2 separate regions of the Rattus norvegicus genome follow, and region 2 is linked to region 1. Evidence: chromatin contacts called from public Hi-C data. All regions are on one chromosome and are shown on one strand. The core of a region is the stretch at or near the end of the contact, and the rest is flanking DNA. Distances in the headings are between cores, read along the strand shown. Region 1 overlaps Slit3 (slit guidance ligand 3). Region 2 overlaps Slit3 (slit guidance ligand 3).

Region 1 (5,049 bases), core at 1,665-4,164:
TATATGGCTTCCTGGACTGGGGATGATGTAACAAAATACCACACATAGACTTGTTAACTTCTAAAGGAATGACACATATTTTTCACAGCTCCGAAGTCTGGGAGGTCTGTGATCATGCCTCCAGATGATGCTGTGCTCCCAAGGGCCTGCCTGAATCCTGTTTTGTGGATGGCACCTTCCGAACTGTATTCTCATATAGTACGAGGAACAAGGAAGCTCTCTAGAGTTCTTTCTGCAAGGGCAAGGAGTCCACCCTCTCCACCCCGCAAAGGTCTCATTTCCAAATCTTGGCACATCAGGGATTGGGTTTCAACCTTCTGATTTGGTGGGAGACGCAAACATCTCCAGTACAGCAAAAACCGCCAAATGCTATACCTTCATGGGCAGTTTGAGGGCAACCTGTCTTATGCTTTAGCCTCTGAACCTAACCTAGAGATGGCTCGTCCCCCACTCTGGCACATTTAAATGTGCTGTTTATTTGTGCTTACCTTTCGTAGTCCATTTTGTGTCTAACATGCACGTGGAAGGGGTGTGAGTGTAATGTTTCTCTGGATGGTGGACTAGCTGTAATGGGAGAGGCCATCTCTTTGATAGGCTCCCGGGACTGGGGTAACGCATGGATCCGTCTGTGTGCAGCACAGTATGGAGACTTTGCTGAAGCCCCTGTCCCTTTCTGTGTATCATGACATGCTCTGGTCCTCATGACTTCCTGACCTTTCTGGGGACATGGTGATTGAGAGAGAACCTTAGCTTACTGGGACACGGGCAGGTTGCTGAAGATTTACAAGTGAGATTACAGAACCTAGGGACGTTCAAAATGAAGGGAATCCCATGGTTCAAGTTGTCCGAGGGTACCTGGTTCTGACCGTAAGCTTTTCCCAAAATGCTTCCTCAAAGCACAGAAGGTAGTGCTAGCCCCATAGAATTCTGACTCCAACAATTTGGAGTGAAGGGCGTCGTCTGCACAGGGGCCCCCAAGGACTGGAGACTACTATCGTCTGCCTCTTTCCTCCTCAGCCCAGAGAGATAAATCCAAACTGGTTCATCCGGTGACCAGGCAGACCAAGCACTGGGCCTTCCCCTCAGTCCCTGCAGTGGACCCAGAGCTCATCTGAGCAGAGCTCTGTGGTATTTGCAGGTATCTTCGAGACTACAGCAGGAGAAACAATGATAACCCAGGGCTCCCTGAAGTAACAGAGCTCTGGCCTTTTCCATTCTGGACAAAGCAGAGTCTTTTCACGGTGTGTTGTATACATTAGGCTCATGTTAGGTGTTTTCCCTAGAGCCAGCAGGAGGAAAATCTACTAAGAGAGGGAGAAGAAAAGTAAATTCTCAGCCTTGCTGTCTCTTGCAGCAAAGCAGTTCTCCAAACTTTTACACCACCCTCCCCCCAACTTTCTTTTGTTTGAAAATACCCAGAGAAAGAAGACCCCACCGCACACACCTAAACCTACTTCAGAAGGACCCACAGAGTGTGCCCAGTGCCAAGATCGTGTCTCAGGTGCTCGGGGGACAGTACGCCCTGCCAGCTTGTATTTAACGGCAGTGCCCACGGGCTCTGGCTCTGCCTTCAATCTACAACTGGATCACATCCGCCTACTCCCAGTTGAACGTTTTCCTTTTCTGAGTCTCCTTTACGTCCAGAGACCTATAGCTCACCTTAAGGGCTCCAACGCCCTCCTGTCAGATAGTGACTAGCATCCATAGTGCATCCAACTCTGTATCAGGACCTGGGCAGAGCAGTATGAGGTGCAGGTGACAAAGGAATCTGATCAGGAAGAGAGTGGGGGTGGTATCACTTGGCCACTTGCCTCCTTTCCCAAAGCGATGGATAACAGTTTTCAGGGCAGTTTCCCTCTTGGCCTCTTTCCCAAAAGCAATGATTGCTCCTTACTTCCTTTTCCATTCCTTAGCCCTCCTGGTTGACATCCACTCCCAAACCATTCTGGTGGGAACTCTAAACCCCGGAGCTAATCTCAGTCACGACAGAGGTGACTCTTAGCACCTGGCAGAAAAAAAAAAAAAAACCACCAGCGCCCCAGTCAGATTCTCCTCCTTTCCTGCCTCCTCTTTGGGCCAGCTTTCTGCAGCATCTCCAGGCTGCCCCCTCCTGGCCAAAGAGAGGAATGAGCAGGGGCCCCGTGGGAGTGGAAGGCAGACACCCAGGCTGTCAGAGAGAACCGTGGAGTATCCAGGACCAGAGTCTGCTGAGAGAACACTGTAGAAAATGGCTCTTAATGAGCAGTATTTGCTCTAAGGCTCCCCATGCAGAAGGGGCACCAAGAGAGGCAAGGATCTGTTTCCTCTCTTGTTACACTACTCTTGCAGCCTCTCCACCCATGCTGTCCCTGGATTCTGTTTAGATGTTTAAACACTTGCATGTTTCACATGTGTGTGCTCCGGGGCATAATTACCCTTGTTCTTTGCTTCTCTGTTCTGTGTCCTTACTCTTGGTAATGTAGGTCAAAACCAATGGTAGAGCATGGAGCCTGTAAGTTTTAAACTATTAGTGGCATGGGTAAGAGCATGAAGAAAACTCCCCCCACCCCCTGTGCTTTAGCCAATTGCTTAGAAGACCCTTTCTCTCTAAGGGAAGAGTGACACTCATTTTTTAGTTCCAGAATTCTTTTTTTCTCCACCCAATAAAAGGCTCTGTGAACGAAGATTTCATGAGATCGGGGGGGGGGGGAGGGGGGGCTGCTTCGGTTCAGAGCGGTCTGGCTGGAGATACTCACCCTGAGTCTTCAACTAACCACGCTGAAGGGTCGAGACCAGTGTAGGAAGACCTCAGCCAATCACCAGTGGGTTGTTGACTAACAGATCCCCAGATGCCCGCACCCGAATGATCCAAGGTCCGTGTACTTATAAACCAGCCCCTAGATGTGTGGGATATCATGTTAGACCTGCAGTCCCTGCCATCACCCAGCCTCTCCCCTGGATGTCACTGTTGTGCTGTGTGAGCAGTGCCCGCCCGGGAGCACTTCTGGGACTATGAAAAACTCTCCTTAGGAGCAGCCACCCCTTGGGGCTAGAGAAGGCACCCAGGAAAACACAGGGCAAACCTAGTCTGCAAGCATGTGGGGGAGTCAGGACTCAAAATCCTGGACCAGTAGAACTGTCAGGGCTCAAGCATGACAGTAATACCAAGACTGTCTGGCTCTCTAGTACAAAGAAGCTAGGGCCCAGATAACTGGGATGGGCTGACCCCCTCCTCTGTGGCTCATGCACCCTCCGGGACAAAGGGTTCCAAACAGGCAGCAAGAGGAATTCGCAGTGCTCAGAGCAAGGAGCCAGATCCCAACCCCACACTTGCTATAAACAAGCAAAGGGAACACGGAAAGATTGTTTTACCGCCCCCGCTGCTTTTGCTGTAAGAATGCAGTGAGAACAGTGCATGTGAAGTGTAACACGTAAGGCCTTCAAGAGCAGACGGACTTCCAAGCCGAGAGCCAGGGGAGAGAACTCTTGTCTGTAATCTGCTTGTGAAAATAAACACAAGTCCAGAGATTGGATCGAGTCAGGAGAGATTGGGCTTGGACAGGTGGATCCAAAGATCCTGGTTTTGGGTTTCTGCGAGCCGCCGGCTACCACCACACAAAGTCACAGGCGCATGTGTTTGGATCTACGTGTAAAGAGGAAGCGCCCAAGCTTCGCCTAAAAGAAGTTAGGGGATCCTTTTCTGTGCTGTCTTAGTGTCGATATGTGTGGAATAACCAAGACAAAAACTTAGAACACACGATAAGAGAAGCATATGCCTAGGACTCCAGGCAGGGGGCTAGCACAAGACAAGCCGTATCTAAGAGAGGCCAGAACAGTGTGCCTGTGTTTCCTCAGCCTCCATGATGGTCACCCATCTAGACGCCTTTGGTCTCCCTTTGATTTTGTTCCCTGGGTGATGGTTTTACATCATTAATTACTAAGGCTTCTCCCTGGTGGAAATCTGTGTGGTGTGACTGCATGGCACCAGCTACTGTTCCCAGAGTCCTATTCTTCTACAGGTTGCTGGCCTTATCCTTGTCCCATTACCCACCCAGCACTTACGCATCAAGATGCAGATGGACCTAGGATGCAGATGGCCCAAACTAGGGTAGAGCACCCAGGGTCTCTCCTTCCCTCCAGCATCCTCCAGTCAGGGGTCCCCCACTCATAGGTATTTTATCAGCCACCTTGGGTGGGTAGAGGAGCAGAGAGCAGTCCCCTCTCAGTGTCAAAAGGGGTTTGTTAGGGGACACTGCCCTTTTAGTGTAGGGTTCAAAAGAAAGGCCTACTTGATATTTAAAAAAAAATTTACAAAAATAACTCGGTGGGTGGTGAGTCCAGATTTCCTGTAGACTCTCAATGCGCACAGGGAAGGAGACGCTCCACACACCCCACCCCACCCCCACCTCGAGTTTCCGGTGCGCTCTGGAGCCCTGTGTTTTCTGGGAAAGCTTTTGGCACCGTTAATTCCATCATCGATGGGTCTGCTCATGCTTCTTCCAGAGTTGTGCTTTGCTGCAGGGACTCAGTGAGGACAGAGGCGGCTGTGGCAAGCCTCAGTCAGGGAAAGGTAAATTGGAAAATGAGCCGGGAAGGGAGGAGAAGTGGTGCCCAAGCAGCTGCAAGATTGTTCAAAGCCATTTTCTCAACTGGGCTAATCATTCCTCCCCGCGGTGCGGGGACACCTACGCGTTCAGAAGTATGCGTTTCTTTATTGCAGGGAGCAGCCTATTAGGAGAGACAGATTGTCTACCAGGAGTAGCTTGGATCCCACCTCCTCTGTTCTCAGTCTCCTCCTAAAACCCCTACCCTACAAGATAGCTCACCCACCTCTCCTCCCATTGGGAAGGGTTGTCAGTGATGGGAGGGGCCAGGCAGATTCAAACCAGCCCAGCTTGAGGAGTAGGAATAATTACAAAATCTCAGGCCGTTATCCAATTACTCTGTCATGTGGCCATTCTAGGGAGTTCTAACTGGATTAAGTTCATTATAAAAAGATTAGTCCTAGAATGGGGACTGTGCATAACAAAGTGAACCTTCAAGTATGCTGCTGCTGGGCCACCAAGGACT
Region 2 (4,937 bases), core at 1,412-3,911, 210 kb after region 1:
GGGATTTAGGCTGGTTCTGACTTGTCCTTGTGTGTCAAGAGAAATCTCTGTGCCCCAGGAAGCCCTCAGTCAGAGGCAAGCATGTGCAGGTGGTTCCTCTCATTCTGCTGTGAGCCCAAATTGGACCTATTGGTTTCAGAGCTCTCTGGAGCCATTCTGTTCATCTGCCTACAAATGGTCACTCAGAGTGACTCTTGACTCATCTCCAGATTGAGGACTGTTAGCTCAAGGATAGTTAAAAGTTATGATATTAAACAGAGCATAGATAGATAGATAGATAGATAGATAGATAGATAGATAGATAGATGATAGATAGATAGATAGATAGATAGATAGATAGATAGATAGATAGATCCATGACTCATGCTCAAAGCTATCTACAGCAGTAGGCATAGTCCCCTTATGCAAAGATTCATGGGGACCATGACCTCCTTCCAGCCCTTACCAAACGAAAAACAAGACACAGTTAAAACTTCCCTGGGTGACAAAGGCAAAGAGCTCCCATCAGCATCTTTCTGTGTGACACCATCACCACTAAGGTCGTGAAGAAAGGACTCTCCATGTGTGCCTTGGCATCCGTCCTTGGCTGTTCTATGGGAAAATGGCTTGGCAGGGGCAAAGAAGGAGAAGGTCGAAACAGAGGCTGTGCTGAGAACGTCCTGGAACAGAAGATACGCAGGAGGGTTCTAATTATGGTGCATTGTTTGCAGATTAGCACCCAAATCGGATCAGGCTAATTACAGTAATTGATTTGACTGCAGAAGTGCTTCTGTATAATGTCCCGCTGAGATTCTTACTCACTGGACAGTCATTGAATTAATGGGACTCTCTCCAGGTGGATGTACGCCTTCAAGAGAGCCAGAGATGGGAGGGAGCCAGAGCAGAGGGGAAGGGACGGGAGTTAGCCTACTCAGAGGGCTGCCACCCACTCTCTGGTTTTGTTACTCAGGGCCAGTGGACATTAACATCGTGGCCAAGTGCAACGCCTGCCTCTCTAGCCCATGCAAGAACAACAGCACTTGCAGCCAGGATCCGGTGGAGCAGTACCGCTGTACCTGCCCTTACAGCTACAAGGTAAGGCAGGAGGCCCTGCCCACCACTCATGTCCAGATTCTTCTTTTGTCCTGGCTGCAGGGAGAGGCCCCATGCAGCTAGCTGAAGCTCTGTAGAGTAGCCGGGATGACGCTACAATTCACTGTGACCCACCCCCGCCAAGGGACATTCGCCAACCACATCTCTAGTCTCCTCCAAATTGTCTAAGGCTGCCCACCAGACAGCCATCTTGGCTGGGATACTCTGAGATGAGAAGGAAATGCTACCTGTGTGGGTTGTTTTGTTTTGCTGTGAGTCACACAGAGATTGCAACCCAGGTAATTAAAAAAAAATGCCCTCTGAGAAAAGGCATCCCTTGAACCCAGTATCCTGACTGCCTTTTCAGAGAATACAGGGATTAGGGACTCAAAGACTCAATGGTCTGGGGCTTCTGAGGCCACCCACATAGTTGGCAAACTCAACAAAAAGGTGGAGACTACCAGTTCTCTCATCCATTGTACCAGAAACCCAGGCTACTTCCAAGACAATCTTTTCCCCCAGCACAGTCCAGAAGTTAGATTGTGCCCCTACTAATATGTGTAGACTACGTGTCATGCTCTCTGCTTGGCGTCAGGTTCACTCGTTCTCCCAGCAAACCTATGAACAAGGCCTATTTTATAAGCATGCAAACCGAGCTTCCATAGATTTGGGATTAAAACTCAAGCCCATACAGTCCCAAGGCCAATGTCCTTTACCCTGAAGAGGTTCCTGAATAGCTGACCCCTCTTTCAGTGCCTCACTGGGATCAGCAAAGGTGCGACTCAATGCTCTTCCATAGGGTCTGGATGCGCTGGACAAGCCAAGAGTCCAGGGTATCCCGTAGCCCATCTTGTGCACCATCTGCACAGGCTGAGTGACAGGAACACAGCATCCTCATCCATCTTCACGGGACTGTGCCTGGAACAAGCTTCAGAGTGCAGTTTCTAGGGAACAGCTACCTGGTGGCTTTCTCAGCTACTGTCTGGCTGCTAGCAGACGGTGTCAGAGTGCCACCTATCGGCCTGGAGCAAGAAAGCCCAAGGATTCCTTTTAAAACCATCTGTCCCCAAAACCTTAAATGTAGCCTAGAGCCCAAGCACAGAGACTGAGAGTGAGATAATTCAGGCACGAATCCACTGAACCCTGTGCGTATGCGTTCAGTGGAGGGGAAGGAGTCCCAGGCTCTGGAATTACAGAGAAGCCATGTGTAGACTGCAGCCTTGCCATGTGCGAGGTGTAGGTCAATGACCAGTGACTTCGCCTCAGGCTTCTCATCCGGATGCCAGGATGCATCCCACAGGTTGGAAGGAATAGATGTATAACCAGTCACGTGTGCAGTATGGCTAGGAAAGGACCCACTGTATGGGAAGCACTTGATAAGCTGACACAGTCCTATCTTTGCCTTCCCTCTTGCAAGCTGCCCTGCCCCTCATAAGTGGAGCGAGAGATTAGCCTATGGTACTGCTGCTTTCTTTTGGGACTCGGTTCACAAGTGTCAAGGATTTTCATCCACGTTGCTATGCTGCCTTGGGAAACTGGAGATTTCTAAGGGTGCACAGCCATTGCTGTTGGTCTTATGCAAGGCCTGAATGAAGTAATTGGGAGTGTATTATCTCACACAGCGTGCTTAGTCATCCCCAAGACATTATCCTCATCCTTCTCCTCACTTGAAAGGTCAACTGAGATTTGTAAATACAAGTGCTTACCCACAGTCCACCACTCACAAAGCACAGAAGCTAAAGACAGAAATCCTGGTCTTCCCTAGTGAAGGACTCTCCCTACAGCTCACCCTTCCACCTGTAAGAGGAAACTCTCTCTCTCTCTCTCTCTCTCTCTCTCTCTCTCTCGCTCTCTCGCTCTCTCGCTCTCTCGCTCTCTCGCTCTCTCGCTCTCTCGCCGAGCTGTAACAAGTCTAAAAACACATCACGTGCACTTCATCTACCTCGGTGCCAGGCTCAGTAAATATGCCACGTGGCTAACAATCTTGCCACTATTCTGGGATTTAGGAAAGTAAAATATGTCTGATTCTTTCCCTGCCACTGGGCTTCATGCACACATGTTCGGTGGCTCTGAGTAATACTTCCCATGCCTGCCTGTGCCTAGGAATCTTATTAAGATGTAGGTTCTGATTTGTGAGAGCTGGGGTCAGGCCTGAGACGGTATACATTTAACAAGCTCCCAAGGGCTTTCAGGGCTACTAGTCCAAGGGCCACACTTTTACAAGGTTCCTGAGTGGTTCCCCTGCCTCATCTGACACAGAGATTCCAATGAGGGAGCTGCTCAAAGCCTAGATTCTGTCAGAGAGGGGACATGGGGTGGGACAGAGAACAGAGGGAAGAGGACCAAGGAACATCCCAGTTCCCGTAGATTTGAACAAAATGCAGCAGAAGATAATTGAATTGGGCTAATTAGGCACACATTGGAAATGGCGACTGCTTTTCAAGGACACATAAGTGACAGAGATCTTCATCTCCAGTCCCAATTACTATATTCTCAAGGAGTGGAAATGCCTCCTAGATTTCTGTGCTCTGCCTAAAGGTCTAAAAGAGATCCTACGTACCACACCACGTGGGTGTGGGGTGGAGAGTCTGCCCAGGCCAAGGAAGCGGCACTCTGCAAGACCATGAGAGTAGACAGGCCAGATTATAGGCAGGGTTGGAGGCGGTGGTCCCACTGTGTCCTTTCTGAGGTTCTCTTACTCTGTTCTCATAATTATCTCTGTAGTACCACCATCTCCCATGCATGCATCCCTGAACTTTCTAGCATACTCAGCCCTGCCTTAGGCCAGTCATGGTCATCACTGCCGCTTCCTTTACAGGGCTGCATCACCTGGGGGGTATCTTGCAGGCAATGTGATTTACAAGGGTAGTTCATTCCCCCTCAGGGCAGATGGAGATTGAGCATCCTTATATGAAGTGCTCGAGACCAGAAGCCACTCGGATTTCAGGTGTCTCTGGATCTTAGACATATGCATACTAAAATATCTTGGGGCTGGGGGACCTGAGGTGTGGGTCTCAGAACCCATGAAAAAGCCAAGCATCATGATGCTAACTTATCATCTCAGAACTGGGCATTGGAAGCAGGCGTATGAGGAGAGCTTGTTGACCAACCAGCCTAGACAAGTGGTCAAGACTCAGGTCCCAGTAAGAGACGGTCCATTGAGTTAGCTCAGTGGGCACTTACTGCTCAAGCCTAGTGACATGAGTTGGATATCTAGAACCCATTGCTACTAAGAGACATTGTGACCAAGGCAACTTTTACAAAGGACAGCATTTATTTAGGGCTGGCTTACCGTTTCAGAGGTTCAGTCCATTATCATCATGGCGGGAAACATGGGAGCACCCAGGCAGGCATGGTGCTTGAGGAGCCAAGATTTCTACATCTCGATCCAAAGGTAGCCAGGAGGAAACTGTCCTCTGCAGGCAACTAGGAAGAGAGTATCTTCCTCGCTGGACAGAACCTGAGCATCGGAAGCCTCAAAGTCCACACAGTGACACACTTCCTCCAACAAGGTTGCACCTATTTCAATAAGGTCACACCCTCCTAAGAGTGCCACTCCTGTGAGCCAAGCATTCAAACACATAGGGCCAAACATTGTAAAGGAGGAAGAAAAGGACAAACTCCACAAAGTTATCCTATCCACTAACCTCCACATTCACACTGTGGCATATACTGTACACACACACACGTACACACACACACACATGTACACACACGTACACATACACACATGCACACACATGTACACACACACACACACACACACACACACACACACACAAAGATATTCAGAAAATAGAACCTAAATCTAATAATGAAATTAGCCTGTTTCATATATTACACATAGCCTGTCATTTTAGGTAATT

Evidence for each region. Hi-C and Micro-C count contacts between places; a contact is called where the count stands out from the background.
Region 2: a contact with region 1 is called in a Hi-C map of mammary epithelial cells, with 2.5 times the contacts expected there. The contact joins two enhancer-like sites. A contact is called at or near these places in 4 of 12 Hi-C or Micro-C datasets (the A7r5 cell line, Schwann cells, frontal cortex and 1 more) and 1 of 1 datasets of contacts at active chromatin or transcription factors (oligodendrocytes).

What each region holds. Positions count from the first base shown.
Region 1 is chr10:20,406,492-20,411,540 of GRCr8, forward strand. The region is part of intron 4 of Slit3 (slit guidance ligand 3); the gene reads left to right. Among named protein-coding and RNA genes, the nearest start is that of Mir218-2, 160 kb to the right of the region's middle. Within about 2 kb of position 2,915, at least 10 of the 93 cell types and tissues checked have an H3K27ac peak or open chromatin away from gene starts, as enhancers often do.
Region 2 is chr10:20,618,685-20,623,621 of GRCr8, forward strand. It overlaps Slit3 (slit guidance ligand 3), which reads left to right. Exons shown (of 36, transcript NM_031321.1): 26 at 950-1,074. Among named protein-coding and RNA genes, the nearest start is that of Mir218-2, 49 kb to the left of the region's middle. Within about 2 kb of position 2,662, at least 8 of the 93 cell types and tissues checked have an H3K27ac peak or open chromatin away from gene starts, as enhancers often do.